Regions from separate parts of the Sus scrofa genome. Here all the other regions are linked to region 3. The links are chromatin contacts, called in public Hi-C maps. All regions are on one chromosome and are shown on one strand. Each heading gives the region's core, a stretch centred on a gene start, on an enhancer-like site or on the middle of the called end of the contact. The rest is flanking DNA. Distances are from core to core; before and after follow the strand shown. Region 1 has its middle 180 kb from the start of IRF2BP2. Region 2 has its middle 210 kb from the start of TOMM20. Region 3 overlaps LOC102158473 (a long non-coding RNA gene).

Region 1 (4,231 bases), core at 770-3,269, 150 kb before region 3:
AGGATCCAGCGTTGCCAGGAGTTGTGGTGTAGGTTGCAGATGCAGCTCAGATTCTGCATTGCTATGGCTGTGGCGTAGGCCGGCAGTTGTAGTTCTGATTCGACCCTAGCCTGGGAGAGCCTGGGAACCTCTATATGCCAAGGGTGTGGTCCTGAGAAGCAAAAAGAAAAAAAAAAAAATACACATGCTTGTGTCCTGCACCCAGAAATGTTTCTAGTGGTGGAGGTGGTGTATCTGGGAGTTGTCTGCGCAAAACAGGAATTTTGCCCCCTGCATCCTCTTGTTTCCTGGGCTGGGCCTTGGGGGAAAGCTCTCCTGGGCACCAGGACCTGGTGTCACAATCAGGCCATAAGAAACTGAGGCTAATGCTGCTTTTTTCCAGGGCAGCGAACAGGCAACCTCTCTGCCCAGCAAGGCCACCCTGGGCCCCAGCAGGACGACTGGGGTCAGGGACGGGGGCACTGGCCAGGGTGACCCCGGGGGAGGGGCTGGTGTGGCCTCATGCCTCTCAGCCTGAGTTCCTTGGACCCCCTTGGCTTTTCTGATCGTGAGTCCCTGGGCTCCTCTCCTCCCCGCAAAATGCCCAAGGAAAGAATCATACAGAGGACAGGCTCAACTGTGGGAGGCTGGAGCAAAAAGCCAATAAAACTGGCTTTATTTGTAATGTTCCCGTGTTTGTTATTTCGTTATCCCTACCCTGCTTCCTCCAAGCAATGTAACAAGGAAAAGGATTTAAAAAAAAAAAAAACTCCCTGCTCTAAGTATGCATGAACTTCATGGCCTCACTTGATCCTTTACCTCCTTCTTCTCCAGCAGGCCAGTGCATGAATTCCTCTCCCAAACGGTGTGTTTTCCATCCTAACTTTTATGGCATGTCCCTCGATTAATGGTTGACGTATTCATTTTCTCCCCTCCGCCCCCATTATCAAAGTGTGCTTTGACTAACGATTAACTCTCTGGTTAACAGAAAGAAACCTGTTAATCATCTACAAGCCCTCGAGCAGGAAAATCATTCTTTGTAACCTTTTCCCAACGGCAGGAGAGCCCCCTGTCCCGAGGCAGCTGACCTTCAACCACACCTGGGTCCCGAAGCTTGCAAAACCCCGACTGTAATCGTGTTACAAGGGCTTATTAGTAAGCCAAGGTCATAAACCCCTGAGGAGCGAGTGACGCTGGTTCTCCCAGCCAGGCAGGGAGAGCACTCTTCAGTCCAGACACCCTAACTCCAGGACCCTATAAAGAGACCAAGCGGCACCTCTTTTTTAAAAAAAAAAAAAATTGTTTTGCCAGTGAGGGCTAATCATTCTCTGTTGTACATTCTTTGTTGCTGGGAGACTCAATGGCTGTACAGGCTGTTCTTTCTCGGAGCCATAGTTCAAAAGTGCTCCTGACCCAAACACACACGTGTTGTAATCCTGCCCTCCCTTGTGTGGGGCCGGCAGACAACTAGCAAGTGTGCAGCCCCAGCCAGACCCAGAGGCTGGAAGGGGGGAACCTTCTTCTGAAGTTAGGTGGGCGGTGCCTTTCTTTCCTGGAAGGAGCTGGAGGAGGAGGGGAAGGGATGGGGCGGGATGCTTTAGGGGGCCCCCTCCTCACCCCAGAGGGAAGGGCTGGAGACCTGTGGCTCACCATCTGGGATGCGATGTGTGCCCCAGGGCTAGAGAGTCAGTCCTCGTGGAGAAAGCAACCCCTTCGTTCATTTGCAAAGCTGATCTGCTGTGGAGTGGGGAGGCCGGGAGAAAGGAGGGCTCCCCTCCATCCTTGCTGGGTTTGGCTTGCTTTTCTCCCTGGTGGCACCCCGCTCCTTCTTCTTAAATAAGACCCGGCAGCAAGGGAGAGTCTGGTCTGCTGAGAGGACGCAGGCGCTGCCAGACTTATTAGGAAAGAGGCAGCCCGGGTTTTGGCCAGCGCTGGCGCTGTGGACCACATGGTCCTCTGCGCGCCTGGTTACTGTCAGCGCTGCGCTCTGGACCCCGCCGCCCTGGCCTCCTCCCCGCTGCCCGCAGCGCCTGCCCTGCTCCGATCCAAACATTTCCACATTAGGCAGCCTTGCTGCCTGGCTCCCCGCCTCCAGCCGTGACCTGGGGTGACCTCCGTCCCGGGCTCGATGCCAAGCGCTCCACCACAGGTGCACTTGCCTGTTTTCTGGGTCGCCCTTGTGATCTGGTGTCCAGGTGCTTGGCAACATTTAGCAAACCTTCCTCGGTGCTCTGTGTCGTCTTGACACTGTTTGCGCAGACACCCTTGGGGATGCGGGAGAGGAGCTGGTGCCTCTCCTTCATGCACTTAGTGCCTGGCATGCCGCGCTGGCCTCACCAAGATGCTGGATGACCCTCTCTCCCTCTTCATCCCCCGCCCTCCCCCTTTAAGCAGGTCTGACTTGTCTTTTGGACTCAGAGAGTCAGAGCAGAAGTTACGATTCCTTCTACACACACACCCACCCCTAGATTTGTGCAGCCATATATGGTAGCCACCCGGGCATGTGGCTCAGGAGTGGTGAAAATGGGACTGCTTCAAACTGAGACATGCTGGGTGGGGGTAAGTCACACTGGATTTCGAGGACTTTGTTAAAAAAAAAGAACGGGAAGTATCACACATGTTGAAATGCTCATATTTAAGGAAGAGTGGATTAAGTAAAATATGCTATTAAGAAGAATGTTACCTTTCTGTCCACTTCCTTTAATGCGGCTACTGAAAGATGCAGCACATTAGTTCGCATTGTATTGGGGTTGGACTGCTACGCTCTTGCCTGTTCCACTGGGGACGGTTCCTTCCGTGCTTCCTAATATTCTGGGGGTCCCTGACAGCGGGTGGTTGCAGGCTCTGTACCTACAGCTCCCTTCCTGCCCTCAGAACTTCTAGCCACAGTCCTGGATCCAGGCCTGGGACCTCCTATCCTGGCGGCATCCCCACAGGAAGGCCCCTGGCTACACAGCCATCCTTGCCTCATGGGTGTTCTCAGCCTGCTCGGCTGTCCCTGAGCCCTGCTCTCCTCTGGTCTCTGTGCCCAGTGTCCCTGGCAGACAGCATGTGAACGTGTGTGTGCTCAGCCTGAGGTTGGTGAGCTGCCCTGAAGGGAGGAGCAGGCAAGAATCCAGTTTTCTTTTTTCTTTTATTTTTTTAGGGTCACACCCTCGGCATATGGAGGTTCCCAGGCTAGGGGTCTAATCGGAGCTGTAGCTGCCGGCCTACGCCAGAGCCACAGCAATGCCAGATCCAAACCGCATCTGCAACCATCACCACAACCCATGGCAACACCGGATCCTTAACGCACTGACTGAGGCCAGGGATTGAACCTGCATCATTATGGACACTGTATCAAGTTCTTAACCGGCTGAGCCAAACTCAAAATCTGTTTTTTTTTTATTTTTCCATTGTGAGGGGCAGAAACTGATCAGTCTAAGTCACAATGCTTTGGTGTCAGTTATCAGCACATGAAGGAAAGGCCAACTAAGGCTGGCCTTTAGACCTGCCGGGTACTCTTTGAAAGGCATTTTTAGAAATTCTTATTTTATTGAGAGTGTGAGCATTTAAAATCAAGTAAAAATCACACATCACAATTTCATTTATTTTACATGAAATGTTTATGGGGAGTCAAAATGTTGAGAGGGGAAATAGCACCTTCTGAGACTGTCCTGTCTCATATGGTACATGGGAACTTGAGACATGGCTGGTCCGTATTCAGATATGCCATAGTTTTGAGACTTAGTGTGAAAAAAGGAGTTCTCACTAATAATTTTTTATTTTTATGAAATTTTTATATTTAATGATGAAGACATACTTTTGATCCACCAATTTCTATTATCAAGATGAATTTTACCTGTTTCTTCCTTTTTTTTTTCTTTTCTTTTCAGGGTCGCCCCTGTGGCATATGACATTGCCAGGCTAGGGGTAGAATCGGAGCTGCAGCTGCTGGCCTCTGCCACAGCCACAGCAACGCCAGATCTGAGCCACATCTGTGACCTATGTTGCAGCTTGTGGCAATGCCGGATCCTTGACTTACTGAGCGAGGCCAGGGAACAAGCCTGCATCCTGAGGGATACTAGTTCAGTTCTTAACCTGCTGAGCCACAATGGCAACTCCCTCCTGTTTCTTTTTTTAAACGTGGCTACTGGAAATGAAAAATGACCACTGTGGCTCCCATTATGTTTCTCCGGGACCGTGAAGCTGGAAGAGAATTCTGCTTTGTTTACGCTGAGACACTTACAGGTGCATGGGAGCATCTCAACCA
Region 2 (3,819 bases), core at 311-2,810, 190 kb before region 3:
GGAGGCAAACTAGGACATGCTTTCTTGCCACCACTTTTTACAGCCTGACCAGGGGCAGAAAGGTTGCCCTCTCTCCCTGTGTTGCTGTGTCATTTAGTGGGGTTAGTTGGAGCCAGGGGCCTGGTGTGTCAGGGTGGTGGCACCTCCTGCCCCTTGCTCTGCTTTCTGACCCAACTTTCTGATCTCACAACCTCTGACTTGTTTATTTCCAGAGGTGTAATCTCTATGTCATCTTGCAAGCAAATGAGAAAATATGGCTTGGAGTATGGACTTTAGCTTTATGATTCATTTGTTCAACCAGATCTTTTTGAGAATCACTATGGGCCAGGTTCTGCCTGCCTAGGTTCTGGGGATCCAGTGGTGGTCAAGACCCCCTTTGCTGGCAAGGAGTTCACCGTTGAATGAAAGAGAGAGACCACCAGTGTCATGGTGGGAGGGAGCCCAGGCGCATGGCAGACAGAGAAAGACACCCATCTCAGACTTCTGGGGGTATGGCAGGGCTTCCTGGAGGAGGTGACTTCCAAGCTAAGTCTTGAAAGACACAGAGGGATTTCCTGGAAGAAGGGGAAGGGGAAGAGGGAAGAACATTGCAGGTATATTCCAAGGAGAGTGAATAGCCTGTGGAACAGGACATGCATGTACTGTGTATTTTCAGAGACGCTTGTAATTCACATTTCTCAAATAACTTTTTCAAAAAGGCTTCAGGGCCCCTCATTGTTCCATTCATGTCCCATTCCAGTGACATGCCACCCAGCTCAAAGGTAACTACTTTTCTGACATCTAACACACAGATTCGTTTTGTTTCGTTTTGAAGTTAAATCAATGAAAATTTTACAGTAAAAAAAAAAAAGGGCTTCAGGGAGAGTAAATGATTTGTCTGGGTGGGGAGAGGAGTTAAGTGATTTGTTGGTGGTGGGGAGAGGGGTTAGAATTATGGTCACAGATTCTCGGAGCAGCAGTTCAGCATCCTGACTTTATTCCATGCCATGTCACACCCACCCCTCTATTAAGTTAGTAAAAAATTTCTCATTTGTGCCAGCTGTGGAAGGTTTGGGCCTGGGGGTTCAGGGAGTACACAGCTGCTGTCTTTGGAGAAGAAACGTTGGGCCAGGTCTACGTGTGGGCAGAACCATTAAGGGCCCCTTCAAAGCATCCCTGTGGGTTCCTGGAGACGGGAACCCCTGTCTCAGAGGATGGAAAAGTTTCTCTTCCTGAAGTGGACACAGACTGTTTTATGTTGGCTTACAAGCTAGAAACTACTGACTCCATGTCAGACTACTGACCAAATAAAATTATTTCATGGTTTACATATTATATGAAAACCACGGTTTATGATATATACATGAAATGTGATTACATAGGCTTAAGCCCACCACAATCTTGAGGAAGGCCAAGATTTTTCCTTCCCTTCTCCACATCAGATGCTTTTTAAAAATCTCTGAGAGGACTTCCTTTGTGGCTCAGTGGGTTAAAGATCTGGGGTTGTCAGTGCAGGAGCATGTTTCATACAGGAGAGGTGATGCCTGGGAGTTCCCGCTGTGGTGCAATCGTTTTGGCAGCATCTCTGGAGCGCTGGGATGCACTTTTGATCCCTGGCCCAGCACAGTGACTTCAGGGTCCGGTTTTGCTGCAGCTGTGGCATAGGTTGCAACTACGGCTCAGATCTGATCCCTGGGCTGGGAGCTCCAAATGCCGGGGAGGGGGCGGCCAAAAAAGGAAAGAAAGAAAGGAAGGAGGGAAGGAAGAAAGAAAGAGAGAAAGGAAGAAAGAAACAATGCCTGTGTAGGTGCTCAAGGAACAGGATGGCGGAGCATGAGGGCCCAGCCCTGCACTCATTATTCCTACCAACTCATTTCTCCTCCTCTTGCCTTGTTTTCATCTGTAAAAACAACCGTCTCATCTCATTGTGTGGGTGAAGGGTTTTGGTGCCCCAGACGCTAGATGCCTTGAGTCTGAGACAGCGTGAGCGCTCCTGGAGCCTCATAGCTGTGAGTGGCAGGGTCTGGGATCCTGGGGCCGAGGGTGGGGGTTAGGGGACCAGGCAAGGCTGCTCCATGCCGCAGCCCGATTTCACTTGGTTGGCAGAGAGAACGCAAGCCAGCAGCGTGCAGCTCAGGGTCTTCATGCATCGTGGAGGCTTTCACCTTCCGCCAAGTCCACATCCCCACTGTGCTGAAATACAATTGTCTCCATCGCGGGATCAGGCAGCAGACCTCCGTCCTCCGTGCGACACCCTCAGGGCCGATCTGAGGTCCCCCAGCATTTCCCCCAGGCTTCCCCCTCCTCCAGCACAATGGCAGTGAGAGGGACAAGGTGCGGGTGATTTATGGGGAACCCTAGCAGCCTGTGAGGCGGGTGGCTTTAATGGTTATCTCGGAGGTGACATTCCATTAGGGGTGATTGAACTTAATTTTAATGGCAGGATGACTTAGTGTTTCATCATCCTCTCCCAGCCCTGAAGGTCAGCAGGAACACTTTCTTTCCTCCAAGAATCACACGCCAAACCCCCTGTAACACGCTGCCAATCTTGGTTAAGGCTAAAGGACTGAGCTGTCCTGGCACCCTTCTGCACAAACAGGTTTGTTTGTCAACATGGGCCTCTCCGGTCAGTGAACTTGGAGCCAGAGGGCACGGGCTGAACATTGACTCTACCACTCTCTGGATGTGTGGCCTTGGGCCACTTACTTATCCTCTCTGTGTCTCAGTTACCCCATCTGTAAAGTTGGGTGATAATTGTACATGCTGCTGAGGGTTGTTGTGAGGCTGACATTGTTAGGTGGGCGTACAGTGGTTAAAACTGTGCCTCCAACGTGGAAGTTGCTAAGGAGACATCAGCACCTGTTGTCTCTGGGGAAAGGAATAGAATAAATAGCCATTGATAAAACATGTTCAAACATACACTGAGCAGACAGTTGAGCAGATGTGAGGGGGTTCAGGGGGAGTAGGTGAGCATGGAAAAATCGATTGAGGCTGATCGGAAAGGGCTCGGAAGGGCAGGTTCATGGGCTTAAACAGCATTCTTTTTTTTTTTTTTTTTTTGTCTTTTGTCTTTTGTCTTTTAGGGCCGCACTGCCTGCATATGGAGGTTCCCAGGCTAGGGGTCTAATTGGAGCTCCAGCTGCCGGCCTACACCACAGCCACAGCCACACAGGATCCAAGCCATGTCTGCAGCCTACACCACAGCCCACGGCAACACCAGATCCTTAACCCACTGAGTGAGGCCAGGGATCGAACCCACAATCTAAATGATATGAATGTTTCCCAAGAGGGAAAGACAATGGGAAGGAAGTATTCTGAGAGGCTCTTTATTGATGGTGGAAATGGAAAGAAATAAATATCTATGAGGGCTGTTATGAAGGAAGGCCCTGCAGGAATCTGAGGCTCGTTGGGTGTGGGGTTTGGAGGTAGGACAGGTCTAGGATGACTTTGAGGTGCCAAGCAGGGTGACTGCTGGAGAGTGGTGTTGTAGCCAGTACAGAAGGAGCTGATTTGGAGGGAGGCGGACATAGGGGTTTTCAGATGGCAGAAGGAGTTGGTTGGAGCCCCATCAGCATAACTTTCAGAGCCCAATGCCTCCCTTCCTCTGGATGGTAAGGGTGTGGAGAGGACTCAGAGATTCTCCTTGGCAGGACATAGTTTTGCCTGGCAGCTGCCACTCTGGTCTCCTTTGCCATTCTGGCTGGGCCTCTGCTGTGCCTGTTGGGCTCCTGCTGAAGTGGATTGGCTTTGACATGACCTGAGATTAGCCACACTGAGGTCTATCTTCCTGGAGTCGACCTCCTCTCCTCCTGATGGGAAAGGGGGCAGCCCCTCCCCACA
Region 3 (3,808 bases), core at 889-3,388:
TTTTCTATTTACACAGAACTGAGTTTTTGCATCACCTCACTTATCCAGAAAACAGTTTAGAAACAAGACATTCTAAAAATTAAAACAAAACTTGAGAAATAATTTTCTTACACATATACTTTTCTCGTAGGAGAAATGGCCCTTAGGCCCAGACTCAAAAAGTAGTCATGTTTATTGTACACACAGCCCTAATCATTGTGATTTTCTCAAGTTCATGCCCAGAGTACTTTAGAAATAGAAAATGAGAAGTAGGGAGAGGGTTTCCTATAGACAGGCATATTAGCAAGAAGTAACTGCTGACACCCTAAAGAAGGGAGGAAATAGAAAAGTGTAAAAAGCAGACAGAAGAATTCTAGAAGGCCCAGTAACGTAGGGCCTCCTAGTATGTCTGCATATATACCCATCTACCTCCACTGCCTAAGCACACGACTTTATTATACAATAATATCAGAACGGGTTCTCATTATGACAATGTCAGGACCAAGAAAAGAAAAAAAGATGTTAAATAAAGCCTCCAGACTCTTTCAGAAAGCTGGAGAGGTTGAATTGCCTTTTTGGGGGGCAGCACCTGCATCATATGGAGGTTCCCAGGCTAGGGGTCTAATGGGAGCTGTTGCGACGAGCTTACACCACAGTTACAGCAATGCGGGATCTGCGACCTACACCACAGCTCAGGGCAACACCAGATCCTTAACCCACCAAGCGAGGCTAGGGATGGAACCTGCAACCTCATGGTTCCTAGTCGCGTTCGTTTCCACTGCGCCACGACGGGAACTCCTGAATTACACGTTAGAAAGTTTTCTGCTCAAAATGTCTTTCCTTTCCTTTCTTTTCCCTTCCTTTTCTTCCTTCACTCCTCATTCTTTTGCTTTGAACGTCAAGCTCTCAATGGCCCAGAACCCCACTCTCTAGAACGGTTACTTTCTCAAAGAGAGATGGGATTTCACGGTGGCCATGCTAATAGGTGCCATATATAGATGTGTGATTATTACATATTGTGTGATTAGTATTAGTTCATATCCTTTAAAAGTCGTCTCATAGTTGTTCTATTTCTGAACAGTTGAACCATTGTTAAAGATACTTTTACTTGGAAAGAGAAGAAACAAAGCAAAACACGAATGGAGGGGCTAGGTTGGAATGAACATCACCTTACTAGTGCAGCGGGAGGAGGGCTTACTTAAGGAACACACAAAATTTCACTGTCTCGCTGGTTTGTACTTTCAGCCCAGCTCACAGACAGACCTCCACAACGGCTCACTGCCACCAGAGCTTTTCTTTCAACTGATGAAAAACTGAAAGAAAAAGCTAAGTCTCCTCCCCATGTGATATAGAAGAGATGTTGGCACATTCGCATTTTCATAAGGAAAAACAAGTTGAACTGCGGCAACTCTGGAAGTCAGTCTCATCAACTGCACCCTCCTTTCGCACACGGCAGACTCCTGCGCGCACCCACACTCCTTACGTGGGAACCTCGTCATGTATGGAACGTGTAATATCTGTCAGCGCTGCCCTTTAATGAGCGATTCCTATGAGCCAGGCAGGGGGTCAGAGGGCAACATGCCCCCTGCCTCCCGTGAGGAAACTGAGGCTTGAGAAGTTTAAGCACATGTTTTTAAAAACATGAAGCTCACAAAAAATAGAGATGGCATTTTATTTATTTATTTATTTTTGCTTTTTAGGGCTGCACCTGCAGCATATAGAAGTGCCCAGGCTAGGGGTCAAATCTGAGCTGCAGCTGCCAGCCTACACCTCGGCTACAGCAATGTGGCATCCTTAGCCCACTGAGTGAGGCCAGGGATCGAATCTGCATCCTTATGGGTACTAGTCAGCTTCATAACTAGCTGAGCCACAACGGGAACTCCTTCCCCCTTCACCCCATCCCAAAGTCACTTCTTAACCCACTGGGCCAGGAAATCTCCCAGCGAGGCTTAAATGTTTATCTCTGCCAATGACTCTCATTTTCCCAAGAGCAGGGAGGGTTGGGAAAACAGCCACTTTACAGGTAAAGACCTGGGATGTGCAGTGTGATCACCAGGCACGCTGCTGCCATGTGAATGGGCACGTGGCCTCTCTGAGTGTCTGGGAAAGCCACATGCCAGGCCTGGGAAAGGCCACAGTGGGAAGAAGGCACATCCAGGGCGGGTGGCTTTTGCAGCAGAAACCACCTGCTTAGATGCCTCCCTGCCACTCAGAGGCTCTCTGCAACAGTGGGGAAATGTTGCCAGTCAGGCGCATGCTTTCCAGTGGCAGCTGCCCGTTAACAAACTATAGTGACCTTGGCAACACGTCCTGAACACAGGCCACCGGCGTCATACAGCAGTCCTCTGTGACGCAAGGGCACAGCCAGCCCTGACGACTGTTCAGGGACTGGGCAGGAGAATTCCAGGGCCCCTGCTTTTTCCTACTTTGAGATACTTAGAAGACGTAGATAAAGCAACTGGAAAACAGAAATGTGTAAACTGGAGAGAGAAAGGGAGAGGAGAAGGGATTGACTTTGGAAATCATCAGCCTGTCCAACTAACATACAGAGAAATATAACAACCATTGATCAAAGTATCAAGTTGTCAGCGCTTAAAGAGAAGGCTATGAAAGTCCAGAGCTGTACAGCTGTATAACAAACCAAGCCTCTTGGACTAACCGAACTTCCTTCCGAGACAAAACAACAGAAAATGAGGCATCCAGGAGATCATGATGGGAACTTGCAAAAACTTTGCCCCATGCTTCAGTGAGGCTGGGCGAGCAGGTGAGCCTGGGTCTTACACACTTGGGCAAGGCTTAGATTCCTTGGCAGTTTGCTTGGGCAAATGTGCCCAACCTTTAGGCATGTCTCATTCCTCAGTGATATGTGACATTCACGAGTACCCATAACAGGATCTTCTTGCCATCATTGTCCAGACAAGATGGGCATGATTTCATTTTGGGCATGCATTCAATGGCCAGCACATAAAAGGGGGTAGATAAGCATTGGTCGAGTGACTCACACGGGCTCTGTAAATATTCGTTCATTGACTGAGTCATCAATGAAATAGTATTTAATCATAATTCTCCAGCTCACTACATTAAAGCCAAAACTTGGTGTCCACGTTTCTTTTTCTTCTTTTTTCAATGGCTGCACCCATGGCATATGGAAGTTCCCAGGCCAGTGACTGAATCCAAGCTGCAGCAATGCTGGATTCTTTTAACCAAATGTAGCAGGCCAGGGATAGAACCCGAGCCTTCGAAGTGACCCAAGCCACTGCACTCAGGTTCCTAATCCACTGCACCATAGTAAGAACTCCTCGGTGTCCAGGTTTCTGACTTATGGAGAAAGAGTCTATCATTTTAAAGGAATATACATAAATATAAGAACCTTAAAATTAATATTTCTGACATTAAAAAGTAATACAGGCTCACTGTAGGAAAATCTTAAAATACTAGAAAATGTAAATAACCAGAAACAATCGCTTGTAACCTCATAATCCTGCCACGAGAGATAATGAGTTAACATTTTGGTGTAGTTCTTTTCAACCATTTTCTATACATATACATAGACAAACTTACACATTTAAAATTATAACTATGTGGACTATTTCATTGTGAATCTGCCTTTTTCAATGCTGGGCATTTTCCTTTATCAACAACTATCTCTGAAAATATGATTTGTAAATATGTATACAGCATTCGTCACATAGATGGACTATGATTTATTTAACCATTTTCTTATTTTTGTACATGGATTTTGTTTCCAACTTTTTCTATATTATAAATAATGCTTCAGCCAACATACTTATTTATAAATCACTTTTGATAATATACTTATGATTATTTT

What was found. A called contact is a pair of places that touch in the nucleus more often than the background predicts.
Region 1: a Hi-C map of liver shows a contact between it and region 3, with 12 times the contacts expected there. The contact joins two enhancer-like sites. A contact is called at or near these places in 9 of 47 Hi-C or Micro-C datasets (embryonic fibroblasts, fetal liver, heart right ventricle and 3 more) and 2 of 2 datasets of contacts at active chromatin or transcription factors (alveolar macrophages and skeletal muscle).
Region 2: a Hi-C map of liver shows a contact between it and region 3, with 5 times the contacts expected there. The contact joins two enhancer-like sites. A contact is called at or near these places in 3 of 47 Hi-C or Micro-C datasets (liver and skeletal muscle) and 2 of 2 datasets of contacts at active chromatin or transcription factors (alveolar macrophages and skeletal muscle).

What each region holds. Positions count from the first base shown.
Region 1 is chr14:56,363,307-56,367,537 of Sscrofa11.1, forward strand. No RefSeq gene overlaps it. Among named protein-coding and RNA genes, the nearest start is that of IRF2BP2, 180 kb to the right of the region's middle. Within about 2 kb of position 2,020, at least 60 of the 83 cell types and tissues checked have an H3K27ac peak or open chromatin away from gene starts, as enhancers often do. A contact at or near this core is called in liver and skeletal muscle, where this site is marked.
Region 2 is chr14:56,322,776-56,326,594 of Sscrofa11.1, forward strand. No RefSeq gene overlaps it. Among named protein-coding and RNA genes, the nearest start is that of TOMM20, 210 kb to the left of the region's middle. Within about 2 kb of position 1,561, at least 6 of the 83 cell types and tissues checked have an H3K27ac peak or open chromatin away from gene starts, as enhancers often do. A contact at or near this core is called in liver, where this site is marked.
Region 3 is chr14:56,514,728-56,518,535 of Sscrofa11.1, forward strand. The region is part of intron 1 of LOC102158473 (a long non-coding RNA gene); the gene reads right to left. It overlaps LOC110256878 (a long non-coding RNA gene), which reads left to right. Exons shown (of 3, transcript XR_002338951.1): 3 at 1,225-1,659. Among named protein-coding and RNA genes, the nearest start is that of IRF2BP2, 29 kb to the right of the region's middle. Within about 2 kb of position 2,139, at least 10 of the 83 cell types and tissues checked have an H3K27ac peak or open chromatin away from gene starts, as enhancers often do. A contact at or near this core is called in liver and skeletal muscle, where this site is marked.